2 separate regions of the Astyanax mexicanus genome follow, and region 1 is linked to region 2. Evidence: chromatin contacts called from public Hi-C data. All regions are on one chromosome and are shown on one strand. Each heading gives the region's core, a stretch centred on a gene start, on an enhancer-like site or on the middle of the called end of the contact. The rest is flanking DNA. Distances are from core to core; before and after follow the strand shown.

Region 1 (4,116 bases), core at 919-3,418, 33 kb after region 2:
AAAAATTTTAAGAACTTTAAAATAGTATCCACAAGTGTAGTCGCAAAGACCATTAAAAACGTTATGATAAAACTGGCTCTCATCAGGACTGCCCCAGGAAAGGAAGGGGTCACATTGTAGGGACAAAATGGTGTGTCCAAACTTTTGACTGGTTCTGTATTTATATTTATACAGTATATAATGTATTGATATTAAATATGAATTATTACAGGTATGGTCTAAGTATACCCTGGTTGCTGCAAGAGGTGTTAAAAAGGCTTTTCCCTTTGCCTTATAAAAAGGCTCTCAGTGGCTACTTCTGGGAAGTGTACCCCTTGGTGAGAGATCATTGACCTCAAGACACACCTCTTTGACAAACTCGAAGATATTTTGCTAAGAGGGGGCACATCATTGGACTGAAAGAAGCAGAATGATTTTTGTAGTGTTTTCTTGAATGAGAAACCTGGACTGCTATGAAAGTGTATGGAACTGTATCATCTTGAGCAAAGAATCCAGATTCTGTTTGGGAACCAGTGATTTGTTTTGGTTAGGATATGGAGACCTCTTGGTGAGTGTTTCGAAAATGCCTTAGCTGTGGAGCGATACACTGCCCCAGATGCTGGTAAGATGATCTGGGAAGCCATCATGTACAACAGTCGGTCACCCCAGTAGTGATATGAGGGACATTAACAGCTCAGCAATATTGTGCAGGACTCCCCCTGCCATATGTGTTGCCTCTTTTGGCAAAACCTGACACTGCCATTTTTCAGCAGGATAACGCTCACCTGCACACAGTAATGTAAAGCTCAATATTTTACTATATAGATATAGAAAGTATTAAATGATGTCAAATTTATAATCCATATTCTAATAGTTGCTGTTTTTCCTTTAGGTTGGAAAATAGCTTATAGGTTTTTTTATCCAAATTTAGCACAAAAAATTGTGTTTGGTAGATTATTATTATTATTTGTTGTAACAATGCTTCCAGACAATAAATCTTAATATCGTTTAAAAAGCCTGTTAATTGAACTTTTAAATTTGTAAGAAACATGCATTTGTGGGGTGAGCAGCAGAGCTGAGTATGTGTATCTCTGCCATTGCCAAACTGTTTATTTTGCTACCGACACTTGTTTTGAGCTTCTGGTACCCCCATGAGCTGCCAATCAGGTGCGTGGGCCCTGCTACAGTGGTCAGCAAGAGTCTGCTCCAGGAATTGGCATGCTACGTTTGACTGATCTGGAGAGGACCCATGCGATAGGGCAACTTCAAGCTGGTGTTGTGCAAAACCAAGTTGAGGCATTGTTTGGATTGAACCCCAGTACCATCTCCAAACTGATGGTAAAGTTACATGTATGGGGTATGTCAGAGACAGGCTGTGAAGTGGGCGTCCCAAGAAGATGACACCCCAAGAGGATCTTCAAACAACAAAGGAGTCAATGGCAGAATAAGCTGTTTGCCAATGGCAAAGGATTTTTGTTCCTTACAAGTTTTGTTCATTACAAATGACAAACTTCTTAAAGGTATAGGATTTCTTGACAAGAAGCATCGTAACAAAAAAATGTAATAATAATCTACCAAACACACATTTCTTTACTTTTTAGACCTTTAGGAGCACTTAGAACTAACAGTTTGGTTGCTCCCTGCTGTTCCCTGATCCTTGTCCGCTCCTGACCAAATACATGGCACAGCCAGGCTCCTCTGTCTATTCAGCTGACCCCAGCCTGTGATTCCATCACCTGCCTATTGGCTTCTCCATGACGCCTGAGGCCTTTGGAATGCTTTGGAGTCATCCAGCCAATTCTACACACACCTGCTGACTAGCACTCCCCAGTACAATTCAGCCTGTGCTGCTGCTGCTCTTTGTTTCAGGGGGGTTGGAATATGATGGAAATGTAAATGTGCTCATGTAGGCTGGGCTTTTTTTTTTCCTATTGTATTTTAGTCTTGGCCTGAGGCAGCATTCTAGTATAAGCACCAATGTAGTGTTGTTATTTGTGTGAGATGCCTTAGCTGCACCTAGATTTGTCTGCTTTAGTTTTGAGTTTTTGTTTTCATTGCACCCATCAGTTAGGGTAATTGAGTGAGTGTTGTTGAGTGGTGATGTATGATTTGACACGGCTGTTGCTGAGGAAGAGCGGTGATGTCACCTGCGTGTGTGTGTTGAGGTTTGTGTATGTGTGTGTGATTGGAGCATAATGGTTTTACGCGCCCTGTTGACCTCTGCGTCTCTGATCCCATAGTGGAGCCCTGCCCATTTCATTAGCATGGAGGGAACAGTGAACGCGGCTTTAGGAGCAATATCCCGGTCAGTGCTGCTCTGCAGATTAATCTAATACCTCACAGTTCACACACGACCTACTTTCCACCCCTCCACCCACATGATTTTACTTTTTTCTCTCTTTCTCCTTGTTTTTGGTCTGCGTCTGTGCAATCCGTCTCTCTGCACTGCTGATACATCGGTTACATTTTGTAGAAAGGGTTCCGCAGTAATGCCAGGCCATTCACACACTACCATATGCAATGCCTAGTACTGGTCTGCACAGGCCGCATTGGGATTCACAGTGTCTGCGGTGAACAGTAAGTGTTGCTGGGAGTGGAGTGACTCATTTCTGCTCAGGCTGACCTGACCTGTAGTCTGATGCCTCTTTCTGGCCGGGTGAGGCATTGCATGTTCTGCTGAACAGCTGAAGTGAGTGAATGGAAAAACAGTTGTAAGAACAGGCTCAGTAAAGCTGTTTGCACCTTGCATTAACATTCAGTCTGCATTTATGGGGGTCAGATTATGTTCAGAGTTTACTTGACCACATGAGCTGCTGGCAAAAGCACACTTAGGGGGCATTGTGATTAAATTACCACATTCTGATGTGATAAGAGACTCTGCACTGCATTTTTACTGATCAGATCTCAGTTAGATGTCTCTTAACCACATGCAGAGACTAGTGTAAGAACACCTAATCACAGTGTGATTAGATTATGATCAGATTACCACATTTGGTCAGAATTGCATTTCTACAATTTTGGTGTGTTTTTATTTTTTTTAGGGCTCCACAAAAATGACATTACAGAAATGACAATGGGAAAACTAAAAGTTTTACCAGATCTGAAGCCAGTGATCCAGCATGTCACAATATTAATAATGTAATCTGTGTATAGAATATAGGATTGAAATGAATTATTTTGGGAAAATATAACCTGTCTCTAGTGATAATATTACACATTTTTACTTGCATTATAGAGCAAAAAAACATGTTACGATGTGACTATTGCAAATGCCCACATTCGATGACTCATGCTTGTTCATGCAATATTTTGTGCAGCCCTAATTTGATCACATTTGGATTTAGTTTGACCACAATAAAAAGCCAGGGGTATAAACACCAAGAACATATTGTGATTTAATTGGATTGCAGTTGGATCACTCAAATCACATTCAGAATTATTCTAGACGCTTTTTAATCAGATCATATTCAGATTTTATTTGACCCCAGAAAATCCACATTGTGTTTGGTTGACCACATTCGGAAGTGGAGAGAGAAATGCGTCTCTGCGTTTTTTTTTCTGATTTTGTTTGACCACAGGAAAAGCCTGGTGAAAACATACTTAGGATGCATTGTGATCAGAGTACCACAGAGGTAATCTGAGACATTGCACTGCAGATCAATCAAAGCACGTTTAAAAGTGGTCAGATATGTGTCTCTGGAGTTTTGGTGATTGGATCACATATTGGTTTGGTTTAACACACAAATAAAATATTGTATTTACAGGCAATTTTATTTTTAATAAAAGTATGTGGGTCATTTGTGTGGAAATGGTTTGGTTTCTGGTGCCATGATACTTAACAGAGTACAGTCTTGTGCGAAATACAGTATAGAAACATTATCTTTAAAATAGTAGCATAGCAAATTTATTTCACCCTCTCTATCAGCATAATACAGTTTGCTGAGAGGAACTCAAGTTTATTATAACAAATCTATATTTCTCAGTTAAATAGTTAGTCAGTTAAATGTGTACATCATGCTGTGTTTTTGGTGTTACATATAAATACTTGGGTATCACTTGGATGGTCCATTATAGATGCCTCATAGATGGATGGTCATCTGATATTTATCTAACATTTAACCGAGTATCGATTAAATG
Region 2 (4,418 bases), core at 91-2,590:
AGGAATGCTGGGAGTTGGTGTTTTCTTCTGTAGCTAGTTAAATATGTGGTCCTTTCTAGAACTGAGGATAAATATCTTCCCATTTCCAACATAAGTCTTTACTAAAACCAGTTTGGAACAACAACAATAATAGTAATAACAGCTGGTAATAATACACAAATATACACACATTTCTACACAAAACATACACAAAAGCGAAAGTCTTTTGTTTGTTTTAAATTTAAATTAGCAGTGTTCTGATGTGGGAGAGAGAACATATCATAGAGATATAGAGATCTTCTTCTTTTATTATTTTGTATACAATTCTGAGGATAAAACAAGTATTAATTATTAGTCAAATATTTATTTTTGTGATAATAAATGATGTGATAATATTCTAATAATATTTTTGTGATAAATAATGATAATGATAATTGAAAATACATAAAAATGTTTTCAGACATGTTATCTAATAAAATCTAGTTTGAGATCATGGAACATGGAGATGCAAAAGTACCATAAAATGGTGAAAAATGTCAACTCTGTTATGGTCATCTTTGTAACGTAAATTAAACTTAAATGTCATAAAAAATATCTGTTTTAAAAAAGGCTACCCTTTGTGAATAAAACACACTTGTTAAGTTTAGCTTTTGGTAGCTTTTAATGTTTCTTTAAAATAAAATATAAAAACATGTCAACATAAAAAGCACAAGGACAAGTGATAGTATTTGTTTGTTACTTTTCTATTTCTCTTGATTATACAATTAACCAATCTCATATCCATGTTTTCACAAAAACTCTCTAATCCTCTAATGTTGCTCTTTTCACTTTTTGACTTTCACTTTTAAGTTGAATCAGACAGTTATTCTTTATATTCATACATTTTAATAATGAATGGATAGAAAATAAATAATAAAAATGGAGGATTTAAGAGAAATCATCATATTGTTATTTGTGTCTGATTTTGCTTATTGCAGCTTTCTTGTAGTCTAAACGTACATTAGTAACTTAAATGCTTTGGTTGATTAGGTTTTGAGGTCAACTGCTGGCCAAGGAAAAAGTTTTTGCATCCATTGTACATAAAGTAGTTTTTGCATGAGAGCATTGATAGGCATACTTTCTTATAAACATTTGTTCCAAGATCAGGATCCATATAAGAGTGTACATGATATGTTATTAAATATTATATAAAAATCAAACAATGGAGAGTTTACTCTGGGTGAGGCATGAGTCCTGCCCTGCACACGTTGGCCACAGAGAGGCGCTGTATTGGTACTTCAGTGCTCAGAAGTTCTGGGTGCAGGTGTGGGTCTTTAGTGTGAAAGGCTATCTGTAGGTACCGTTTCAGAGATTCTGAGTCCAGTGTAGGATCAATCTTTTTGAAAGCAGATGTTAAGTCCTCCACACTGACTTCCCTGCAAAAATGGCACGTGGGAAATGGCTCTAAAATTTCTAGTAATTTAATAACTTTTGATTAGTGTAATGCCACTAATTTACTATTATTATATTTCATATATTTGTCACATCATTGCCACTTACTCTTTGCCCTCCAGCTGAGTCCTCAACTGGTTGATGTACTGATGTCTCTCTGTTGTAGCCTGCCTTTTCACTATACCAAGGAAGTGACCATGCTTCCCATCTGTATCCTTGAATGGGAGACAAAATGTATTGTAAAATATAACACATCATCCACTTTAATAGCAAAAAAAATTAGATAGTTGACCATGGCTTTAGACTCTAAAGCACTTATAAAATCAGAGCACACTACACTCTATAAGAAGGATTAAGAATAAGTGCAGAACAATAGTTTCATTCAGACACATTTAATGTGACATTGCCTGTATAAGAGCTCACCTCTGTGTACAGCCTCTGATAGGCAATGCTTCCTTCACTGGTCTCCAGTTCTGACTGTGCAGCTGCTATCAGTTCCTCTAAATCCTGATCTCCCTTCAGTGGAAAAGCTTTCCTGAGAGCCTCACTGAAATCAGCAGTTGTAAAAATGCACAGCAAGCACACACCACAGCAAGAACACATATCACATATGTTATATTTGTATACTCCTCCTTACTATAATGGATGTATCTCCCTGAATACCTGAATTCAGATGCAGTGAACAAACCACTCTCAGTGCTGTCACTCTGTACGAACACCTTAAGGAGGTGGGAAAGCATTTGGGTCTGGCTGTGGTACAAACTCTCGTGCACCTGGTACAGAAAAACAGAGTAAAGCAAACAGACATATCACAGTCTACATTTTTAATACACTGACATGTCAATGTCATTTTGCCATGTCCTATGGAAGCTAAAGAAGGCTGAACTAACTTTTGGGATATACGTGTGCTGTCTCCTGCACTGAATATTTACTGTTTTTTTCCAGAGTCTTTTTTTATTTGCATAGACAATTCTAGACAGATGCCACCGCTCACGATCATATCCACCCACTGTGCTGTCCACTGTAGGAGGTAATGCTATGACAAGGTTCTAGCAAACACGTGACACTGTGGATCAAGGAATTGAATACAATACAATAATGAATACAATCATTTCTGTCACATAATATTAAGCTTCATTTTGAAACACCAACCTTGTCAGTGAGTATGTCATAGAAGAGGCTAATAAAGTCATCTTTTAGGTTGCAATTAATGCAGTGCATCAAACTGTAGATCCACTCTCCAGCCTGCCCTCCATACTGTCTCTGCATGTACTGGTGTAGAAACTCCTTCAGGTCGCTGCTGTTTTCTCTCTTGGAGAGGCACACCACAAATAAATGCATTATCACTTCCATTCATTTATTACACAACAAAAAAGAAATGGCAAAGAAACCCCAAATATTAAGGCAACATCATGCATTTTTAGCATCAACATCTGCATTTGTAAAAATTCTTAAGAATATTTATTTCTTAGATTTTCTTGTTCAAACAATACTAAATATTTTGTTGAGGCTGTCATTGACTTCATGTTAACATAACTACAAAATTTCACCTCAGAAAATTTGTTTAAAAATTAGTTAGTGTTTACTGAACAAGAAATGTTCTACCTGCAGTACAAGAAATCTTAACTTCACTGTCCTTGGTTAGTTAAATTATAAAATAAGGAATGTAAGGTAAATGTTTTGTTTTAACCAGATCCATCTTAACTGTACAGTATAGACAACACAAGTAAGTACACTGCGGTACATTGCCAACACTGTCTCACTTAGTAGCACAAAAAATAGTAACTTGCTCTTCCAACCTGCAACAATGAGGACACGCAGTGAGCGATTAGATAAAAATCATACTTGCTGACAAAGGAGAAGGTAATTTGGAGGATTGACTACACACTAATGGAGACTCAAGCTGTGCTAGGGATACACCCAATATTCAAACAGATTATGACAGGAGCCAATGAGAAATTTCCAGGAACTGCACATGGGTGTGCCTTTCAAAACCACTGGTGTGCACTGAGGAGCTCAATGGTGTTTCTCCATGTGGCGTACAGAACTGCTTGTTGAGGTAACACACATAATCTTGTTGGCACAATACCAGGATGAAATCTATTGGCTGGACAAAGTCACTCAGATTTTTTTTCCCAATATAGGTGAGTAGAAGGTAGTTGGCATTTTTCCATTGCAGACTACCTTCTCATCTTCAAATGCTTTCTCCCTCCATATGTCTTTTATAATTCTGACAACATCAGCTTTATTCAGCCTGAGGTTCTTTAGCTGCCCCTCGTAGCGCAGGTAGATGGGAACATTACTGGAGGTACCCTAAGAGAAACAAAGTTTGTCTTTATTGGAACACAGATCCGGTGGAGAGCAAATTTACCAGCAACAGGAAGTGAACATTTACAACATGGGTTCTTACCATTCCTGGGAAAAAATCCTTCTGCTCCATGCCCATGCTGTTTAGCTCCTCCAACAGGACCTCCAGCCTTTTTTTACTGGACTGACCCTCAAAGATCTCAGACCAGCGTTCCCTTCCACCAAGCACGTCTTAAAAAAAATAACATAAACAAAACAGTCACAGTCTATGCACTAATAAGGCTCTCAGAGCATCAAGGGAAAACACTGCTGTACTTTGCCAATCCAGGCTCACTCAGTAGCACAGAAAATGGTAACATTGACAGGTGTCACTGTAATGAGACAATCTATCACATTTATTTCACCTGTCAGTAGTTTTAATGTTATGGCTGATCACTGTATTTTAGAATATGATGTTTTACTGATTCATTTCAAAAAGTAAACAGAATGTACTGAAATGTCAAATAAATGTATGTGTGGAATTGTAATACTATAGACCTGTACCTGCACATTGCTCCCAGTGTGGTCTAGGAGTGGAGGCTTCTTGGAAAACATCTAGTTCCCTCTGAAGATTGTCTTTTTGCAAGCTGACCTTACGGTGTTCGTCTAGTAGAATGTCATATTCTGACTTCATTTGGTTAAAGTCTGATTGTAAGGTCTCC

The links. A called contact is a pair of places that touch in the nucleus more often than the background predicts.
Region 1: a contact with region 2 is called in a Hi-C map of muscle, with 19 times the contacts expected there. The contact joins the enhancer-like site here to the promoter of nutf2 in region 2. A contact is called at or near these places in 2 of 3 Hi-C or Micro-C datasets (both in muscle).

Annotation. Positions count from the first base shown.
Region 1 is chr9:25,750,088-25,754,203 of AstMex3_surface, forward strand. The region is part of intron 3 of ranbp10 (RAN binding protein 10); the gene reads left to right. Among protein-coding and RNA genes, the nearest start is that of ranbp10, 24 kb to the left of the region's middle. Within about 2 kb of position 2,169, the one cell type or tissue checked has an H3K27ac peak away from gene starts, as active enhancers do.
Region 2 is chr9:25,717,660-25,722,077 of AstMex3_surface, forward strand. It overlaps nutf2 (nuclear transport factor 2), which reads right to left and starts at 1,341. Exons shown (of 5, transcript XM_022679710.2): 1 at 1,320-1,341. tsnaxip1 (translin-associated factor X interacting protein 1) reads right to left here. Exons shown (of 16, transcript XM_022679709.2): 9 at 4,261-4,418; 10 at 3,821-3,948; 11 at 3,595-3,723; 12 at 2,563-2,721; 13 at 2,074-2,183; 14 at 1,834-1,957; 15 at 1,519-1,625; 16 at 624-1,394. The coding sequence ends at 1,190.